Regions from separate parts of the Mus musculus genome. Here region 1 is linked to region 2. A link is a contact called in public promoter capture Hi-C data. All regions are on one chromosome and are shown on one strand. The core of a region is the stretch at or near the end of the contact, and the rest is flanking DNA. Distances in the headings are between cores, read along the strand shown.

Evidence for each region. Promoter capture Hi-C pulls out the DNA fragments that hold promoters and counts their contacts.
Region 1: a contact with region 2 is called in a promoter capture Hi-C map of liver, with 2.8 times the contacts expected there. The contact joins the promoter of Pard6b here to the promoter of Slc35c2 in region 2. A contact is called at or near these places in 2 of 39 promoter capture datasets (liver and pre-B cells).

The regions. Positions count from the first base shown.
Region 1 is chr2:168,077,921-168,082,394 of GRCm38.p6, reverse strand. Pard6b (par-6 family cell polarity regulator beta) reads right to left here and starts at 1,391. Exons shown (of 3, transcript NM_021409.2): 1 at 1,036-1,391. The coding sequence starts at 1,101. It overlaps Gm39990 (a long non-coding RNA gene), which reads left to right and starts at 1,669. Exons shown (of 2, transcript XR_867010.1): 1 at 1,669-1,895; 2 at 2,635-3,983.
Region 2 is chr2:165,285,432-165,290,023 of GRCm38.p6, reverse strand. It overlaps Slc35c2 (solute carrier family 35, member C2), which reads left to right and starts at 2,186. Exons shown (of 10, transcript NM_144893.2): 1 at 2,186-2,240. Elmo2 (engulfment and cell motility 2) reads left to right here. Exons shown (of 21, transcript NM_080287.2): 21 at 1-1,993.

The sequences.
Region 1 (4,474 bases), core at 142-2,641, 2.8 Mb before region 2:
GTAGCTTTCCTCACTCACCCCACTTCCCGGACCGACATTCCCCCAGGGGTCCCTTAACCACCACGCTTCTTATTTTTGCAGTGGGTGTTCGATACACCGCTCCTTCTGTGTGTCTAGCCACAATTTTGCTCTAAATTCTCACGGTCAGCAATGCCCTCTACCACCGTTTTACAAGTTGCTCAGTAAAAAGCCATCGGCAAGACCTGGTCCTACAGCCGAGTTTGGGGGAAGTCACACCCTTTAAAAGCAGGGTTTCTTATCATTTCAGAACTCTCCGAGAACCAGGCTACATAATCCTGCCCCTCCTGGCCGTTCAAAGTCAGGAGAAGCTTGGCGACATGTTCCGGTGGCTACGGATCACCTTCAGATTCCATCTGAAAAGCCCCTTTTGGAAGACGGCATTCTCCAGCTAATCCCCACGGGCTACTCTGCTCACCCGGCCTTGGGATTGAGGAATCCCACCGACACTGAAGTCACTAACAGAAGACTGGCAGATCCGCCAAGGGGGAAAGCATTCCGAATGAAGAGTCGGAATGAAAACAGCAGCGTCTCAAATTGTCAAGCGCAGCACCAGAGTAAGGCGATAGCGCTAATTTCATAGATTAGACGCATACCAAAGTTAGGGCTGGAAAAAGAGCTCTCCTCCACTCGATGTACCCCCGAGCCCCAATAAAAGGTTATACGAGAAGACAACAAGGTGTTCCGAAAGCCTCTGGCTCGTGCCCGGGGTGAAGGGATCCCCCAAAGTTATCCCATCACCTTGCACTGGAGCGATCCTCATCCCACCCTAAAAGCAAGGCGGGAATATGAAGGATAGAAAACAGGGGCTGTGCTGCGGAGCAGACGCAAACGCCTCACATCGCCGCGCTCCACCAAGTTTCTCTCCTACGTGCTTCGGCCAGCAGCTCGCCCTCCGCCCGCGTTCCCACAGGGGCAGCCGAGGTCCACCATCCCGCCACTCTGCGTCCTCACGGGGCAGCCCCGCGTCGACCATCCCACCGGCCCTCGCCCCCGTTGCCCCGCCCGGCCGCGCACCTTGCTCTTCACCTCCATGGTGCCCAGGCAGCCGCTGCTCGCCCCGTGCCGGTGGCCGCGGTTCATGCTGAGTGCCCGGCCGCCGGCGGCCTCGTCGGGGGCCGGCCCTCGGGAGCGCGGGCGGCGGGGCCGCGGAGCGCGGGCTCGGGACTCGAAGCGCCGCACGGCGCCTCGTCACGGCACCTGCTGAGGTCCTCCCCGCAGCGCAGTGCCGGCTGCTCCGCGGCGGCCTGAGGGTCGGACTGCCAGTGCAGCAGGCGGGGACACCGGTCCCTCCCAGCGAGGCTCGGGGGCGGCGGCGGCCGCGGCGGTGAGGAGAGGGCGGAGCACAGCCCTACAGCCGCCGCAGCCTCCCTTATCCGCTGCCTCCCCCGCGGACGCGCGCCCGCGCGCTCGTGCACCGAGCTGGGCCGCGGCCGCGGCACGTGCGCGCGCTCACCTGCAGCTTCGGCGCGCGGCTTGCGCTCCGCCCACACCCAATGGGAAGCGCGCACCTGCGCCCGCGGCGTCAGCCAATCGGCACGCAGCCTGCGGGGCTCGCGCGGCCCGTGGGCGGGCCTCGTGGTTGGGAAGCCCCGCCCACAGCCCTCGCGATTGGTCCTGCCTTGCGAGGGAGGGGCGGGATCACCTGAAGCTCTGGGGCCTCTCTGGATTGAGCCGGGGGAGCAGTAGGACGCATGCGCCGGCTGTAGAGTTTCCGCCCCGAGAAGGCGATGGGGAAGGCCGGCCGGAAGCGCGAGCGCACCTGGACTGCCGTTCAGGAGGGTGTGTATTTTGCGCATGCGCGCGAGCGTTTTCGCCGGCTGGGTCGGGTCGGGAGCGCCCGTATCTTTAACGCGCCCTAGTCACCTGCTTGGAATGTGTGTACAGCCGTTCCCTTGCCGTGATGATGTGGGGTGACTGGGCATCTGGGGCCCCTCTTCGGCCTGAGCCCCCCCCCATGCTGCGGCTTCTTGGCGGCCCCCTGAAACTATTGTGGAAAGAGTTTCAAGTTTTCCCGCCTCTGCAGCAGTCATTAGAGGGAGAAGCTTGGGGGTCGGGGGTGGGGGGATGTCTAGGCCTGGAAACTGCACTTTCGTCTCAATCAGCGCTTCTCAACCTGTGGGCTCTTGACCCCAGGACGACTCTTCCTCCGGGGTCACCTGAGACCTAAAACACAGATATTTACATTGCGATTCATAACAGTAGCAAAATTACAGTTAAGTAGCTAGGAAAATCATTTTATGGCTGGAGGTCATCAGAATGCGAGGTCACAGCATTAGGAAGGTTGAGAACCACTGCTCTAGATCTTCCCTGTCCCGAGGGTGCCCTGGGTATCAGGAGAGGACCAGGGAGCTGAGGCCTGCGATGGTCCCCACAGGCCCTGGCTCCCTGCGGGCCTCACCATCCGCCCTCTGAGGCTGAAGTCGTCTCTCTGTGGAGCAATTTCTTGCCCGTTTGTTGTTTGCACCAACGCCAGCCTCTGGGCTGTGTTCTGTTCCCCCAGTGACCGAGCTGTGTCCTGGGGTAACAACACCAATTCCTAATCTCTGAGCGCCCCACACTGAGGCTGCTGCCTCTCTCTCTGTTTTGTTTACCCATTGGTCTTGCTGGTGCTAGGAGAAAAGTGAAAGTCTCCCTCGACGACCCTCCTACCCCACAGAGGGCTGAAGAGCTAGCTGATCAGGGGCCTTCACTCCTGCCCACTCTCCCCTTGGACCACAGAATCTAACATCTTTCCGCTGTGATGGGGTTCAGCTTTTCTATTTTCCTTCGTGCACGTGCACTTGAAACAGCGTTACTCTATGTACAATGAAAGCTACCCAGTGGCGGGGATACCCTGGCTTTGCTCAGTTGTTTGTTCACCCTGGGAGAGCCAGGCTCTTGTCATGCGCTCATGTATGTATTTGGGGACAAGAGGAGCCGAATCTGTGGCTTCTCCAGGCTACACCCTGTAGCTTCAAAGATAAGAAGCCCCTTTCCCCTTGAACGAATCTCTTCACCAGCTGTTGGTAGGCGATTTTAAGGTTTCCCTGGCCATTCTGGGGTGGAAGTCCTGGAGAGAGAGAGAGAGACTGTCCCTCAAGCTGAATCTCACACTGCCTTCCCAACCCATACCTGTGTGGTGGAAAGAAGATTTGTGGTTTTGAGGGGCAGCCACAGGCCCAGTACCCTGGTCAACAGCATCAGCCCAGCAGTTACAGCTCTTTGGGTCCCAGGACCCCTGAAACTAAACATTACAGGGAACCTCCAAGTTTGTGAATGCCTATGAGTGTTTATTGTATTGGAACTAAACCAGAAACGCGTTTAAAACAATGCACAATACATATTCCAAGCAGGTAAAGATGATGTCATCATTTGTCCTGTCTTTTGCGGAAAACTCCATCATCTGCTTCTGAGACAAGGAAGGTGAGATGCGACGCCTTCATGAGAACAATATGACTTTGGAAATTCCCCTAGCGAGGTTTCCAGGTGCCAGTGGACCCGTGGGCCACTCTGAAAACCGATGTGCCAGAAAGCACAGGACCTCCAATCTCACCTTTCTCCTGCCTCTGCCCTGAGCGGGTCACACCTTGAGAACTGTGGACCTGTGGCCCCAAGTCTGTGTGGATGATGGTTGGGTGGCTGCTATTACTGCTATCGAGACTCCTTTATCAGCTGCTTTGAGGAGGAAGCTCATGGGTGCCAATGCACCTGCGTGGGCCCTGCATTCCTGAAGCTGCCGTCACATCCGCCCTCCCCTCCCCCCGGGTGTGGCATCCCTCACTACCTGAACTTTCCTTTCTCGAAGGGAGGGAGGGCCAGGCCAGAGCTTCCTGGATCTCTCCGGCAGATCTGCTGCAAACCAGGGCTGTGTAAGAAGGGAATGTAGAAAATAGTTTGCCTTTGATAAAGGTGCTGCGGGGGAGGGGAGCCTTGTTGTCAGCTTGGCTTAAGAAGCCTGAAGACCAGAGAAACAGTGTGGATTAGCTCTTGGCTCCTGCCTCTTTGGTTTAGAGACTGACTTGTAACCTCCGTTCTCCCCATCTCCTCTCCCTGCCCCCAAATCCTCAAACCAGAGCTGATCCGGACTGACAAGCCCCCCCCACCCCCCCACCCCCCCGAGAAGCTCTGAGAATTAGTGTTCAGTGGGTTGAGAGATAAGTCAGTTAACAGCCTGACCCGGCTCTGTAAATTACAGGCTCCTGAGATGGTGAGTCTGGCTCAGGTCAGCAGAGCTCTGCACCCACACACCGCCATCCCACCCCCACCCCCGAGACCCCTTGGCAAGGGTTACAGTTTCACTTCATCATGGTCTTCTAAGTTATAAACACTCAGCCTGGCTTGATGGCTTAACACTTGTAATCCCAGCACTCAGGAGGGTGAGGCAGGTGGATTGCCTACATTCAGGGCAATCTGGGCAACAGATCGAGACTCTGTCATTAAAAATAAGGGCTGGACCTCATTTGGTGGTGCACGC
Region 2 (4,592 bases), core at 937-3,436:
GACCATGGGGGCAAGAGGCCTGGGGAGCTCGGTGAGAGCCTCGGAGTGACTGTCTTCAGGTGGCTCAGGCAAGAACAGGCCTTGAGCTCCTGCTTAATAGGTCTCTGAGGGCTCATCCCAGCCTCGTCCTGTGCCTCATGCTGCTGCCTCTGGGGTTTGGCCCTACCATGTCTAGTCTCTAGAGACACCCGTCTCTCTTGTCCTTGCAGGTATCAGGACAGGTAGTAATTTTGCCCCAAGCCCTCAGCCTCATCCTGGCCAGGCAGAGGCCTCCAGCCTGAGTCCTGCTCTCTTAGGCTTTAGGAATGAACACTGCAGGGAAAGGCAGGCTGAGGCCTCTGGCTCCCCCTACCCCTCCAGTCCTCTCTCTTCCTTGCTGAGGCACAATATTCCCATGCCCCCTCAGTTACAGGCCCCTCCGTTTGCTTCCCTCCTGCCTCAGACAGGGGTGTTGCCTTCCCTTTCTCCCCTTCCTGGCGCTGTGGTTTGTGCCATTAGCCATGATTTCACAGCGGCTGGGGCCACAGCTGTGCCACGGCCTTCATTGGTGCTGCAGCACTGGAAGCCCACGCGCACAGCCTCTTTCCTTGGACGCATGTTACCATGGTGGTATTCAGTACTGGTAGCCTGGCATGGTGGGTACTACCCAGTGAAGAGTGTACTATATATTTTCTTTACTATAGGCCATACTTATACAGACATGTATATATATTTATATAAGATCTTCCTATCTTAGGATAGAATGTTTAAGGGAAAATAAAATCAAGAACAAAACTGTAGTGCTCTCAGTCATGAGCTGTGAGTGTAACCAGAGAGCAGCCAGGAGCTTCCTGTCAGTGATGTGTTTTCAATAAATACTCTTTCATGTAGACTGCTTCCTATCCACACCTCTTCCTCTGCACTTATTCCCTGTCCCAAGGGTGAGGAGCGGCCTGACAGCCTTCATTTCAGTGTGCCTGGGAGCATGTGGAGAGCTCCCAGCCACTCTGAGAGCATCTCCCTCTCCCCTCATCTCTCCTGCTCTTGTCATGCGCAAACTACTCACACCTGCTGGCTAAGGATGCTCACAGCTTGTGCTACAGGACAGAGCGTTTTCTGCTCAGTCGTGCTGGGTACAACGTGGAAAGGCATACTGTACACCCCCAAGAACCCATCCTCCCTTTTTCCCCTGCCAGGGACACAGCCAGGGAACAGCTCGAGTACTTGTGCCTTTCAAAGAAGACATGTTCCGCACCCCGCATGTTGCCTGCAGTTAGTGCCCAGCTTGCCAGCTGGTGCTTTAAGCTGGTGCTCCCATCAGCAGCCTTGGTAGCTGGGAGGTTTGAATGAAGGCAGTGATGAAAATAGATACTTCCCCTTGCCTCAGTCAGAAGGGGGTGAGGACAGGCGCTTTCAGAAGGCATAGAAAGTGCATGCAACGCAGGCTTTGAGGGCTGAACGAAGCCAAGACCTTGGGCTGCGATGGGCACCATTGTAGGTCTCAGGAAGCATTGAATCAACGAATGCTTTCGTGATGCCAGCTGGCAACAGCCTACAGCAGCAGTGTGCACAAAGCACAGCTTACACGCTGGCCTTGAGCCTTCTGCTAGGAGCCAGGAGCCCAGCCAAGTCATGTGCAAGGATTCCTGTTTGCAGCCAGTCCTAGTAGAGCCCGGATGAGCAGACGCCGAGAACTGGGCCAGCTCGGGTCTGCAGCCCTAGCTTGCATGGCTTAGAGGTTATCTTGCCCACATACTCTGTACCTGAAATGAGTCAAATCCAGGTGTGCTAAATTGGTGTTCTGCGGCCACTGTAACCTGCTTCCCTGGGCTCCCGGTAAGACTAGATCCTTCTTACCCCCTTCCTTTTGGGTTCCATTTCCTCTGCGATGAACTTCACGTACTCAGCCTATTGAATAATTCTCACAAATTTATAGGCATACGCAATGTCACAAAGTGTCCATTATCACTTTGCCAGGACGTTTTACTAATAAAATTTAATGGTTGTCATGTCATTTCCCTGCTGCTTGAAGTCCCTGAAGAAATAAGCCCTGTACAGAGTTATTAGTAGCTGTGATTCGTTCCTGGTGCCCGTTTAAGGGAAAGGTACAGAGGGACCGTGTTGGGAAGCTTGCTGTAGCCGCCTTAGAGATGCTCTGGCTCCGCCCACCCCACCGACTTCCGGCGGAAGTCTCGCCTCCTGAGGCACAGTGCCCACCTCGAGCTTCCGGCAGGAGGCTCCCGGCGAGAGCCTGGGCGGAGGTAAGTGGGCGTGTGGGCGGTCCCCTGCCTTCTCGCCCGGCCTCAGTTTCCCCAGCTTTCCAGTGGCTCTGGGCCCGTTCGCCTGGCATTCGCCGAGCACGTACGAGGGGCCGGGTCTTGGGGATGGGGGGAACCAGGTGGATACTGCCGAGCAGGCGCGGCAGGGACACGTGAGCAAACACAGTCGTCACGCGGTGTTAAGTGCCACGCGCAATGGGGGTCCTGGGGAAGGGGACCAGAGCAGAGAGCATCAGGTTGCCTTGCCGAGGAGGACGCCGGCTGATGTTCCGGGCACACGGCTGTACGTGGCGTTGCAGCTGGCAGGCAGGATCCAGGGAGAACTTGCGGACCCAGCCCCGGGGTCTCCGGTCTGTTGGGACCGGCAGTCTTAGTTTCTTTCCCTGATGCAACTTAAGGAAGGAAGGAAGAAAGAAAGAAAGAAAGAGCTTATTTCCCCCATAGTTCTTGGTGCTGTCCGTCGTGAGGAAGTCAGGGCAGTAAGTGCTTGAAGCAGCTGGCCACGTCGTTTCCACAGTTCTGAAGTATAGAATCTTGAGAGCCATCAGTGCCTGCTAGTGCACTCTCCCTTCTTTATGGAGGCCAGGAGTTCCTGCCCACAGCTACCTGGGTCTCCTCACATCGGTTAACCTGATCAAGAGAATCAATCCCTTCCTGGTATGCTCCGAGGCCCGTCTCCCAGGTGACCCTAGCTTCTGTCAGGTTGACCACACTAACCATTCCACCAGTCTCTGGCTCCTTGTGGACTGCAGGCAAGTGCAGGCAGTAGGTGAACGGAAACTGTGGTGTAGTGTGTGGTGGTGGGAGAGGAAGTGAAGAGAAGTGGGTGGGTCAAGGAATAACTAGAGGTGGACTTGACAAGGCAGGAGATGAGGGATGCCGAGGGAGGCAGCAATGGCTTCACTGGTGCTGACTGCCTTCTGCCAAAGAAAACAGTTGTTCGGTTGGCCGTTTCTAAGTGACTTGAGAGTCAGATGAAGACCCGAGGAATATTAAGGTAGCTCCTTGCAGCACCTTGAGGTTGAGCTGTCGGCTGGAGTTACGGGGTTGGTCGTGGTGGGCTGGGAATGAAGGCGGCAAAGAGAGGCTGGGCTGCAGCCCTCAGGCATCTGTGCTTACTGAATGAGTCAGAAAGAAGGAAGACTCCAGAGACTGTGGCAAGTTGCACCCGCTAGGTCTCTGAGGAGGAAGCTGTCAGTTTCGTGAGCAGAGCCACAGAAACCCGGGCTCTGGCGAGGTGACAGGGAAAGAGTAACTGCCTGGGTGAACAGCCTGACAGACTGAGGTAAGGGAGTGGGGCCTGACATTTGGAAACTTTGCTGTAGGTGACAGAATGACTCCTGCCATTCGCCAGTGCCAAGTGCTGCTCCTCGTGCCAGTGATCCCTCTGCCCCCCAAACCACACGGCCAGAGAAACTGAGTCAGATAACTCAGAGTCTCAGTTGTAGGGGACGCAGACGGCTTTTCTCACAGATCTCTGCTGTGCTCTGAGGCACTAAGCTGGACACCCACGTTCCAGCTGAGGAGGTAGAGGGCAGCCAGGTGCTACAGTGTCGCCCCACCCTGCGCTGAGGGAGCCACTGTTTCTTGGGGAAAGGGACACTTACTAAATTCCTTGCTTGGGTAGATGTGATTAGAAGCCTGCTCTCCATTACCATGGAGGGAGGGTAAGGCCCTTAGGAATTTTACATCTGTATAGCCAGTGTGAGGCAAACCGCTGTTTAGTGGGGACACAGAGTGGCTATCTGCTTCCAAGGTCCTTTCTGGTTCTGTCTGTGTGGGGGGATAGGTGACTTTCTGCATGGTGCCCCATAGAGGTGGGGAGCTAGACAGGCTCTGAAGGAAAGGGGAGACTTGAGCAGTGGACAAATGGCAGTATGGTGACCAAGGAGGAAGTGCGCCGAAGTAGGCAGGTTAGTACGTTGAGAGAAAAGAGAACAGGATGCCCCATATAGCATGCCCCGTGACTGCCTGGGAAGGGGCGGGGCAGCGGTTCTCAGGGAGGACTGCACGGGCTGCTCTGGAGTGTCGGAGACTCAACCCAGACCCTCCACATGCTGTGCCAGCACTACAAAGGGATTTTTGGACACAGTCTGGGTTGTTACAACTTGGGTTTGGGGACATGATGCTTGTGGCATCTGGTGGGTAGAAACAGGGATTTGTTAACAGATTGCAGCCTATAAGATTGGCCTTGTCGGGCAATCTTAGAGTGGTGGCACACGCCTTTAATCCCAGCACCTGGGAGGCAGAAGCAGGCAGATCTCTGAGTTCAAGGCCAGCCTGGTCTACAGAGCAAGTTCCAGGACAGCCAGGGCTATACAGAGAAACCCTGTC